Linked DNA regions of Gossypium hirsutum: region 2 is linked to region 1. A link is a contact called in public Hi-C data. All regions are on one chromosome and are shown on one strand. Each heading gives the region's core, a stretch centred on a gene start, on an enhancer-like site or on the middle of the called end of the contact. The rest is flanking DNA. Distances are from core to core; before and after follow the strand shown. Region 1 has its middle 44 kb from the start of LOC107951916. Region 2 holds the start of LOC107951922 (probable inactive ATP-dependent zinc metalloprotease FTSHI 2, chloroplastic).

Region 1 (5,454 bases), core at 2,612-5,111:
AAATCGTACATTATTTCATTAAAGTCCCTGCAAACAAACCACGGAAATCTCTCCCGATTGAATAAATTTTTTAACTCCTCCTAGGAATTATTTCGATCATGTACATATGGGGACCCATAAAAGCCAATAAACCTCCATTGACCTCTCACATCAGATTCATCTACTACCACATCAATAAACCTTTTCGAGTATTGTTGAAGCGTAACACACACCTCCGCTTTCCACGCCAAACATAATCCACCTCTAGTGCCATCTGGATCAACTTCAATCCCATAAACATACCCACACCTACTACGAATCCTCTCAATTTAACTTTTTCATATTTTCGTCTCCATGAAGGAGACCATTTGGGGATTTTGTAACTTCAGCATGTATCAAAGTCTTCGAACTGTTCGTAGGTTTCCCAATCCATGAACATTCCAACTTAACAGTTTCATTGCACCCGGTCTGCTTGCCTCTTGGCAGCCACCGATACAAATTGATTTTCTTCCAACAATCTCCTATTTCTACCCATCAGAGAGTTTTCCTTTCCCAATACTATCACACCTTCCATCTTTCCTCTAGCCCGCTTATTCCCTTCTTCGCCAATCAGAGTACCTTCCTCCAGATCGTGTCCATATCAGTTAAATCAGGAACTAACAATGAGTTACTCCCCATGTGATTTCCTAGTATTCTCCAACCTTCCAGATTGAACCCCAAGACTTGGTCGAAAGACTGTCCGTATCCCACTTTTGTATTTGTACCAGTCTAAAAATTACTCCCTTTTCTAACTGTGCTTCCCCCGTCACAGTTCATTTTCCCATCCCCTTCGTCTCTCAACCACACATTATTCATTGCTACAGCCCTCCGAGATTGCGTTCGTATGGAGAAATCCCAACCCACCTCAGCTACTTCCACCCCTAGCATCATCTTTGCTTCACAAAATGAATCGTTATGCCCCAGTCGACCGCAATAAAAGCAAAAAAGAGAGAGTCGCTCGTACCTGAAACTTACATAGGTACAATTCCCGCTGAACAAAATTCGTTTCCTCCTTCCGAACTCTTACCCGCAAATAATTTGTACTTCTCTTTCCCAGATTTGATCCATCATACTCAATAAATTCTCCGATAAAATTTCCCAATTGGGTTGCCAAATTTTTCGAAAAAAGTCCAACGGGGATGTTATGAGTCTGGACCCAAAACGGTGCCATGAACAGTTGCATTTTTTGAGGATCTTCTCCCCATTGTAACTTATGTAAAACTAGCAAATGATTATTAAATGTCCATGGAGATCCCTTCAACATTATCCAAATCCATGATATGATAGAATTGAAACAAGAATCTCTTTTCACCCAAATCTCAAATGTGAACACCCCTAACAGGATGCCAAAGATTTGCCATTGTGCTTCTCATTGCAGGAAAATGAATAACACTAGCAGTTAAAAAACATCCTACTAACCTGAAGATCTCCTCTCCTCTTTCTATATTTGGTTCACTTTGGACTTGTTGGATGGCATCTTCTTCTTCGTTGAGTGATAGTCCTACTAATTCGTTTTCCATTAATTGCAGGTGTAAATCCCGATTGAAACAAAACGCTATACAGAAAGAAACCTTATAATCTAGATTTGAGCCGTCGCCCCTCCACTTACAAACAAAAACAAAAACCCAAGAAAAGAGACGTTCCAAGAATGGCAGACTAGAAACGTGCCAGAGACGGCAGACCCCGCCGTGAAAGATATGTTAGTACAGTAAGAAATGATAATAAAAATGACAATTTAGTTACTTAAAAAACATATTTAAAATTATTAAAACTGATTAAAAATTATATTAATTTTTTATTTTAACATAAAAGATTTGAAAAAAGAAACATAACATCCAACATTTTCAAATTTTACATTGAAATCACATTACTTAATCAAGTTTTAAATAGTTTCAATATATTGAAAATACTATTTTAAAATTAGAAAATTATATCTGAAATTTAAAAATAAAATAGTTTTATCTTAGAATTAAAAATATAGGCAACCAATTTGATTTGAAATTTCAAAATAATCTTTTTACTTATCTAAAAAGTTTAGACTATCAAATTTAAAACTTATTTATATATAATGAAGGAATATTAAATATTTTTAATTACACAATCTATTTTAATTTTGACCAATAATACCACTTATTAGTGTTTGAATTTTTTTAGTATTGAAATAATATGTTTAAACTTTTTTCATATTACTTATAAAACTTATAACAAAATATAAAATAATTTAACATATTTTAATTAATACATACCAGCAATCCATCCATTTAACTTAATATTATCTTTTTCGGTATTATTCATGTCCGTTTTATAATCTATGTTCGGAACTCATGGCTACCCCTCTCAACAATGTCAGTTCGAACCTCGATCTCTACTTAAAAATGCAGTATGTCTTACCATTACATTCAACACTTAATATTAGTATCTACAATAATCTTTGTATATTTTCAATTATTTATGAGAAAAAAATATATTAGTTTTTTTCCTTATTTTATTTATAAAATTTCACTTCTTAATAGTTAGCTTATAACTTTAATTAATGAATTGATAAATGTTATTATTATATTTAAATGTCTAACTAAAAAATTAAAAAATTATATTCTATAATTTTAACTAAACAATAAAAAATTAAATAATATATATTTAAAACTACATTTATTTTCGGATATCATATGGAAATTGAATTAAAATTCAAGTAACACATATTGAAAAAAAAACTACATTTTTGTAATTTTTAATAAATTAATCAAGTAGTACTCTAATACATAATGTTAAATAAACCTAATAAAAAATTAAACGTTAATAATTATTTTAACATTTTTATCAAAATTTAATAGTTACATAATCTTATTCAAAATTATATATTTTTAATCAAACGAAAATAAATTAAGTATTATTTAAAAAACGTTTTATAATTCATAATCGAAATGTTGATTTAAATATTTTACTATCGAAGTTTATTAATTTTAAATTAACATTATACTTTTATATAATAATTTTAAACAATAAACTTTTATTTTCTCTTTAAAATTTTAAAAGTTATTATTTGTTTTGTATATATGGTCACAAATAGTAATTAATTCAATTTTTTAAAATATTAAATTTTTTATTCTTAACTTATATTTATTGTAATACATTTTAATATTTATATTGAATATATGGAGACAAATAGTTTCAAATTTAATATTATTATTATTATGGAGAGACCAAACGCAGAGAAGAAACAAGTGGTGAGTGTAGAGCAAGAAGTTTAAATAAAAAAAAACTAAATAATTTCTTAAAGTTTAAAAGTATAAAGTAGATTACTTTACATAGTAATTTAACTTTGTAAAAGCTCTTCTTATTAGGATGATTTTGACTGTGGCGCTACTTTCCAAGTAAAACATGACATTCCTTCTCAAACAACTGAATTATGATCTTAGTAATTTTCTTTTTCTTCTTTAGTATAACTTTATTCAAAATAAATATTTTATAACAAAAATAAAACCCATAAGCAAATTTAAAGTTGCTTTAAGAAAGTAAAGCTTATATGTGAAGCTATCAAGGCATATAAAAAAAACTCAAAAAGACAAAAAAGTAAGTCTTTTAAAATTAAAATTAACCCACAAATTTCCATTCTTTCACACATTAATTTCACCTAACATATTACCTAAAACTTTTGACCTTCAATAAGATTTGTTGATATACAAGAAACAATACCGACAATGATAATAATAATTGTTGATATGAAGTTTGGAGGTTTGTCTATACCATGATTAATGTGTCAAGAATTTTGAAGAGAGAATGGCCGATCCACTCTTCTTGCGGGAGGAGTATCCTTTTATACGTCAAGGGCCTTGAAAGATATTGTATGTGGACCATAGCATATTGTTGCCTAACCTTGTAGACTGGGGAGTAAGGTTATGGGTGATGTGATTGAATAAGAGAGATCATAAAGTGGTTGATGGAACGAGTTCATGACATTTGAGATGTAATGGATGTGATGGGATAGATTTCTAGTAAGATACAAATGACTCCTTATGTGGATAAGCCTTTATGTCCGCAAGCACTCAAATCAGGTGGATGCCTTAAATGCAAAACTAGCAAGGTTTTGATATAACAATTTTCAAATTTTAAACCATTTCACATTAATTTAAGAATGTTTTGGTTAAAAATTATGGCAACACAAGTATCAATAAATCAACAATTTACTGATTTCTATAAGTTTTTGTCTTTTATTTTGCGGCGCTTCAAATCCGTTCAAGACAGTTCAATTCGAATTTCAAATATCATATTAACCACCGAAGTGATTTTTTCGTCAAAACACCAGAATAGATACTATTCAACCAATCACATCTCACACAGTTATTCATTTAAACATGCAAAATCCTAAATCCATGCTTTCTTTGCGCTACTCTAATCATCATGTCATCAGCATAGTTCGTAAATTGAATTATTAATAAAAAATATTCTAAAAGCTTCAGTTGAACATCCATGCAGGTGATAGTGTATTTAAAAGGTTAAATTTAAGAAGATTTTAGAAGTCATTTTATTTAAAAACAAATGATTGGATCTATATCATAATGAAGTAAAATGTTGGAAAACACCATTTCACAAGGTTGAAAATAGTATAATAGAGTAATACATATGAATCTTGTTTAGGAAGATTCATTAAAACATCATGCGTCTCTTCATAAAATCATCATCATTTAATTAGTTCATAGGCCACCTACTATTTACGTAATTTGTCCAATTTTACATTCCATGAAAACTAAGCTCATGATTAATTTCCAAATCACACATAAAACATATAAGACTTACCTCGTTAACCAGTGGTTCTTCAACCTGCACTTACAAGTTAATTGAACAATTACTCATACTATTCATCAAGCATTCGCAATCTACCATTCAATCATTTGTCTGAAGCAGTAATAAAACTTCCAAATCAAACCAATAAGAGTCTGTAATGTCCAATTACATCTCAATGATTATAACAAAATCTAATTCTAAATCCCACTATTTGGTCTCATATTGCCTTCCTCAATTAGATTTGGGAACACATCAACATACCAAGGTAGCTAGAGCCTCGTTATGGATCACTTGGATGGCTCACTTCTCCACCTCTTCACAAGCTAAATCACTGTAATGATATAAGAGAATGGGTGAGCTTATGAAAGCTCAGTGAGTGCTTAAACATACTACAAATAAACATATCAGTTAGGTTAGGTGAAATAGGCATGCTTAAATGATTCACTTTTTATCATAGCTTACACAAGACAATAGTTCACACAAATTAAACGGTTTACATAGAATAGGCAGTTCACATAAAATAACAATTCATGCATAATAATAGATCATTCAATATAAAAGTTCATACAATATAACAGTTCATTCAATATAATAATTCATTCATACAACATCATAACTCATATATCTCAAATAATGATAAATTGACATTTTTGT
Region 2 (5,571 bases), core at 1,490-3,989, 980 kb after region 1:
TTCTTCCATGACCAAAATCATTGGCTTGTAAAAGTATTTCCATAATGCCCAAATGTATTATTGAAGAGAAAAAAAAGGAAGACAATATGTGGCATTCTTACTTGGTAACAGCTCGAGCCAATCCGGGAATAACTTGTACTAAGATGGGAGAAATCGGTGTCCATTCTTGTCAATATATTGAGGAAATGTTAGAGCCTCACTTGGAGGAATCCGTTGATATGGCCCAAACTTAAAGTAAGCTCGACGGACTTAGTCCTATTGATTTGGAGGGTAATTCCAAATAGATTTTTTAAGCCCCCGGATCACGCTCCAAAGAAGAAGCATCAAACTCCTTTGTTTCGACTTTCAACACTTTATAAGGACATTTAGGAATTTGAGAATACCTAATATCTCGTTTAAGAGCTTGGGAAGATCTGATATTTGATTTTTCTCTGTTAATAACAAAAATTTAAAGAACCGATTGATTATTATTGTTTTTTAACACCCTTTTCTTGAAAAAAGATTTGATCTTTTTATTGACCATAATATAATCGTAAAACCTGAAGATTGTAATAATATTTAAATAAAAACATATTAGGAAAAAGGAAAAAAATAATAAGTCAAATAAATAAAGAACATAATTTATGCAAAAATATTTACCGAGAAGTCTTTTACATAAGGAGCCAAGAGGAAGATAATTTATATTTTTTTACTCTGTGCTCTCACTCTCAGCATAAAACTCCTTTGTTTTTTCTTTTGGAAATGTCGGTACCTTACTAGAGGAAGATAATTCCTTAGTAAGATATACAAATCAAAATACAAGAAAGTTGCTAACCTATTATGTGTAGGTATAGGCCAAATCAATTAATTTTGGAATTTGGCTTCAAAGTCCATATTGGACCTCTAAATTTAGTATTTCAAGACCCATCATACATTAATATTTTATTATTATTAAAGTTATATAATTAAAAACTGAAAAATACTTTGTTAATATAAAGTATAACCTTATGACTTAAGGGGGCGAATGTTATACAATGTGGACACCAAATCCAAAATACATGATAGTTTATATATAAAGTTAAAATATCTAAAAATTCCAAGGGGAAGACCGCCCTGATAGTAAGGTTCACTATAATTTCATAAAGAGAATTTAGATTCAAACTTTGAAATGACATTATTGGGACAAATATCATAGATACCTTAGTTTCACTATACATATAGTCGTAAACAAAAATATTAAGGTAAATTACAATAATAGACACTAACTATGCACTTAGTTCTATTTTGGTCACCCAAGTATTATTATTATTTTATTTAGTCACTCAATTTTCTGAAATTAAATATTTTAGTCACTTTCTCGTTAGTTGCTATTAGCTATGGGACAAAAAGCTGATGTTGACCTTTTTATTGCCTTAATAACAAATTTAGCCCTCTAATGATTACACATTTTATCAATTTGATCCTAAATCTAAAAAGTTCTATCAAGAAACAATTGATCCCTCTCTCACTATCGGCAAGACACCTATCAACCCTCTTATCAACCACCATACACGATGCATCACCATATTCAACTCACCTTTATCAGCATCTAGCACCATTGACACTCCTCTCTATTTACTCTTTCACTTCCTCTACTTTTTTCTCTCTTATTTTCTTTCTTTTTTTTTTCAAAACCTTTGATTGTCCAATGTTGTGCCACAACCACCAATCGTTGCTACTTCTCTAATAGTTGCACCACTATTTAGATTGTCTTCTTTATCCACTATTGTTTCGGCCTCCTTTTACTCCTTTGGTCAACAATTAACTTTTTTTCTATTGGGATCACTAAGAGTTGAACCCGAACCACTTAAACCAAACTAAGCCAAGCCAAGTCAATATGAGTTCTTTTTGTTTTTTTTTCAATTCACTTTTTTTTCCTAAATCTTTTGGTTCGTTTCTTCTTTTGCATATGGTGCTAAATTTTCCTCTCTAAAGTAAAGATCTTAATGGTTGTTGGTTTATTGGTTGTTTTTATGACTATCAAGTATTAAGGGTGTTGTGTATGCTAGGATTTTAAAGTATTTTGGGGTTGCTTTTGGGTTAGGGTTAAAAGAGAGGTGGTTGAGACTTAGCATATGGCGGGTCTCGAGTAAATGGTTGGTGGGAGTGGTGTGTAGGACTTGAGGGGAAAATGGTGATGGTGATAGCATCGTGCAAACGGGTAAGATGGTGAGTTCGTGATGTTTGTGGTTGTTTAACTAGTTTTGGGCTGAAGGAAAAATGGTTTGATGATAGAAGCTTTAGTGTTTGTTAGGTTTGAGAGTAGATGAAATTAATATGGTGAGGGTGAGTTGAAGATGGTGATGCATCAGGTATGGTGGTTGAAAAGAGGGTTAGAGAGTGTATATTGTTGAGAGTGAGAAAGAATCCAATTGTTTCTTTGTAGAAATTGTTATATTTTTTTATTTAGGATCAAATTGATAAAATGTGTAAACATTGAAAGGACTAAATTTGTTATTAGGTTAATAAAAAAAGAGCTCACATTAGCTTTCCAGCCCACAACTAACAACAACTAAAAGGAGAGTAACTAAAATATTTAATTTCAAAACGTTGAGTGACTAAATCAAAAAATTAATAGTTGGGTGACCAAAATAAAATGAAGTGCATAGTTAGGTGATTATCTTGTACTTTACCCAAAATATTAATGCGGGTTTATTATAGATGTTAACCGGCGTCGTTTAACACTAAGGTTTAATATTCTTGTTGGTCGGGGACGCAGTTTTTTATCCGGGAGAGGTTTGAAGAGAAAGAAGAAAAGAATAAAATGCTGTGTCTTAGGCTTCCTATTCGACTAAATCGAATGTTCAATAACCTTAACTACAATGTCTCAGTTTCGTTTCACTACGTAAGTCTATCTCTTTCGATCTCTTAACATAGTGAAATTCTTTTCTGTTCATTTTCACTCATAATTCTCTTCACATTTTTTTTTCTTCATTGTTTTTTCATGGCTTATCATTTCTCTTTTGGTTCTTCATTGTACCCAAAGCTTCCATCTTTAAAACCCAAACCTCAAAACCCATTTTTCTTCAGCTCTTACCCTTCAATTTCTTGTCAAATTTATAGCTCTAAGAGCAATAGTTCCGATGATGATGATAAAACCAAGAAAACCCATTTCAATTTTGTTGCTTTACCCATTACTCTTACTATAATCTCCACTTCATTTCCACAACAAAGTTCTCTTGCTGCAGTTAAAGTATCTGATAGGAAAAAAACTCAGAAAAAAACTCAAGAAGCTTTGACCCCTGAGCAGATAAAACAATGGTCGAAAAATCTTCCAGTTGTAACCAACCGGATTCCATATACTGAAATTCTCAGTTTGAAACATGAGGGAAAGCTTAAACATTTAATTAAGCCGCCTAGTGCTAGTTTGAAGCAAAGGGCAGAGCCAGTTTTAGTAGTTTTAGAAGATTCTAGGGTGTTAAGAACTGTTTTGCCTTCAATAGATAGTGATAGGAAGTTTTGGGATTCATGGGATGAGTTAAAGATTGAATCTTTGTGTGTTAATGCATATACACCTCCAATTAAGAGGCCTGAGGTGCCTTCTCCTTATTTGGGATTTTTATGGAGGGTGCCTGCATTTATGTTGTCGTGGTTTAAGCCGAAGAAGGAGTCCAAAAGGGCGCTGGAAATTAGGAGACAAAGAGAGGAGTTTAAGAGGCAAAAAAAGGAGGAGTTGGCGAGAATGAGGGAAGAGAGAGAGATGATTGAAAAGATTATGAAGGCGCAGAAGAAGGAGGATGAGAGGAGAAAGAAGCGAGAGATTAGGAAGAGGAAGTATGAGGAGTCATTGCGTGATGCTAGAAGGAATTATCAAAGTATGGCAAATATGTGGGCCAGTTTAGCTCAGGATTCAAATGTTGCAACTGCGCTTGGATTGGTGTTCTTTGTGATATTTTATAGGACAGTGGTGCTTAGTTACAGAAAGCAGAAGAAGGATTACGAGGATAGGTTGAAGATTGAGAAGGCAGAGGCAGAAGAGAGAAAAAAGATGAGGGAGTTGGAGAGGGAACTGGAAGGAATTGAGGGGGAGGATGATGAGGCTGAGCAAGGGGGAGGTGAGCAGAATCCTTATTTGAAGATGGCTATGCAATTCATGAAGTCAGGAGCACGCGTGCGGAGAGCACAAAATAAGAGACTGCCACAGTATTTGGAGAGAGTAGTGGATGTCAAGTTCTCAGACGTTGCAGGTCTTGGCAAAATCCGGCTTGAGCTTGAGGAAATAGTCAAATTTTTCACACATGGGGAGATGTACCGAAGAAGAGGAGTAAGAATACCAGGTCAAAAATTCTAAACCTGAATAAATTTATTTTAAAATTCAATATTCTGCAATGAAGTTATACTCGAAACCTACATGCAAGCAAGTTGTTATGTCTTGTTTACCTTAAGTCTTTGGCATGACAACTGACAAGTTAACAACCTGGATACAAGAGCTTATAATTGGATGAATCAGCTTTTTCCTTTTTCTTTTTTACTTTGAGATCACTACCCAAACTCTAAATTTGTAGGAATGTAACACTTAAAGTGGCTAAACGAAAATTGCAGTAAATTCATGGATCATGTGTAGTCAACTTACCTCTAAATAAAGATGATAACGCAAAGTTCAAAGAATTATAGCATTTTATCATATGGTATAATGATATGTTTATTCAGTTCTATAAGACAACTATTAAGTTGTTATTGATCTGGATTGCTGAATATCTGATGAGCCTTTCTGTTTCATTATACTTACCACATTCGTGTTTGCAAGAGGTATTTGTGCCTTTCTTTTTTCCTTTTTCAGTCACTGAGCGGAACTCTCATCCTTGATCCCTTTATGACACTGATTAGATAGTTGTTTTCCACAAATTTTGGCTGGTCTTCTCATTTTAAACAGAAGTTGGTCAACATTCAAAAGTGATGTGACATTTTCCTTATTTCTGTTTCTTCTCTGATCTTAGATAATAAATTTGGTCCATTTGTTATCTTGATATACATTCATATGTATTCTCAAAAGGGAAATCCAGAAACTACTTATAACTGTTTTTTTTTTTTCTTTCGGTAAGACATCATTGTAAGCTGATCATCCGTTTTAAGATAATACAGATCCATAAAATATTTCTATTGCCTTCCTATTTCTGGTTTCATTGAACTTTTTTCTCATCTGGTTTGAACACTTTTTGTGGCTGCATGTGCCTAGTAAAACATGATAGAAACATCAAATTTATTTCTATTGCTTGTTTTGCTTTATTTTACTAGTCATATCATTTTTAGTGCTTTGCAGAGGCTTATTTCAGGTTGTATGGATTTCTTAATCAGGTGGAATACTTCTTTGTGGCCCTCCTGGGGTTGGGAAAACTTTACTAGCAAAAGCTGTAGCTGGTGAAGCAGGTGTAAACTTCTTCTCCATATCTGCTTCTCAGTTTGTGGAAATATATGTTGGGGTTGGTGCATCCCGTGTCCGAGCACTTTATCAGGAAGCAAAGGAAAATGTAAGTGTCGTCTTTATTTTAGTTGCTTTATGTTCTCTTTTCTCTCTGCATGTATAACTTGAGTTCTATTTATATGGGTCACATC

Evidence for each region. Hi-C and Micro-C count contacts between places; a contact is called where the count stands out from the background.
Region 2: a contact with region 1 is called in a Hi-C map of leaf, with 2.9 times the contacts expected there. The contact joins the promoter of LOC107951922 here to the enhancer-like site in region 1. A contact is called at or near these places in 2 of 34 Hi-C or Micro-C datasets (both in leaf).

Annotation. Positions count from the first base shown.
Region 1 is chrA02:84,133,205-84,138,658 of Gossypium_hirsutum_v2.1, forward strand. No RefSeq gene overlaps it. Among protein-coding and RNA genes, the nearest start is that of LOC107951916, 44 kb to the left of the region's middle. Within about 2 kb of position 3,862, at least 2 of the 9 cell types and tissues checked have an H3K27ac peak or open chromatin away from gene starts, as enhancers often do. A contact at or near this core is called in leaf, where this site is marked.
Region 2 is chrA02:85,114,776-85,120,346 of Gossypium_hirsutum_v2.1, forward strand. It overlaps LOC107951922 (probable inactive ATP-dependent zinc metalloprotease FTSHI 2, chloroplastic), which reads left to right and starts at 2,740. Exons shown (of 12, transcript XR_001698676.2): 1 at 2,740-4,295; 2 at 5,314-5,486.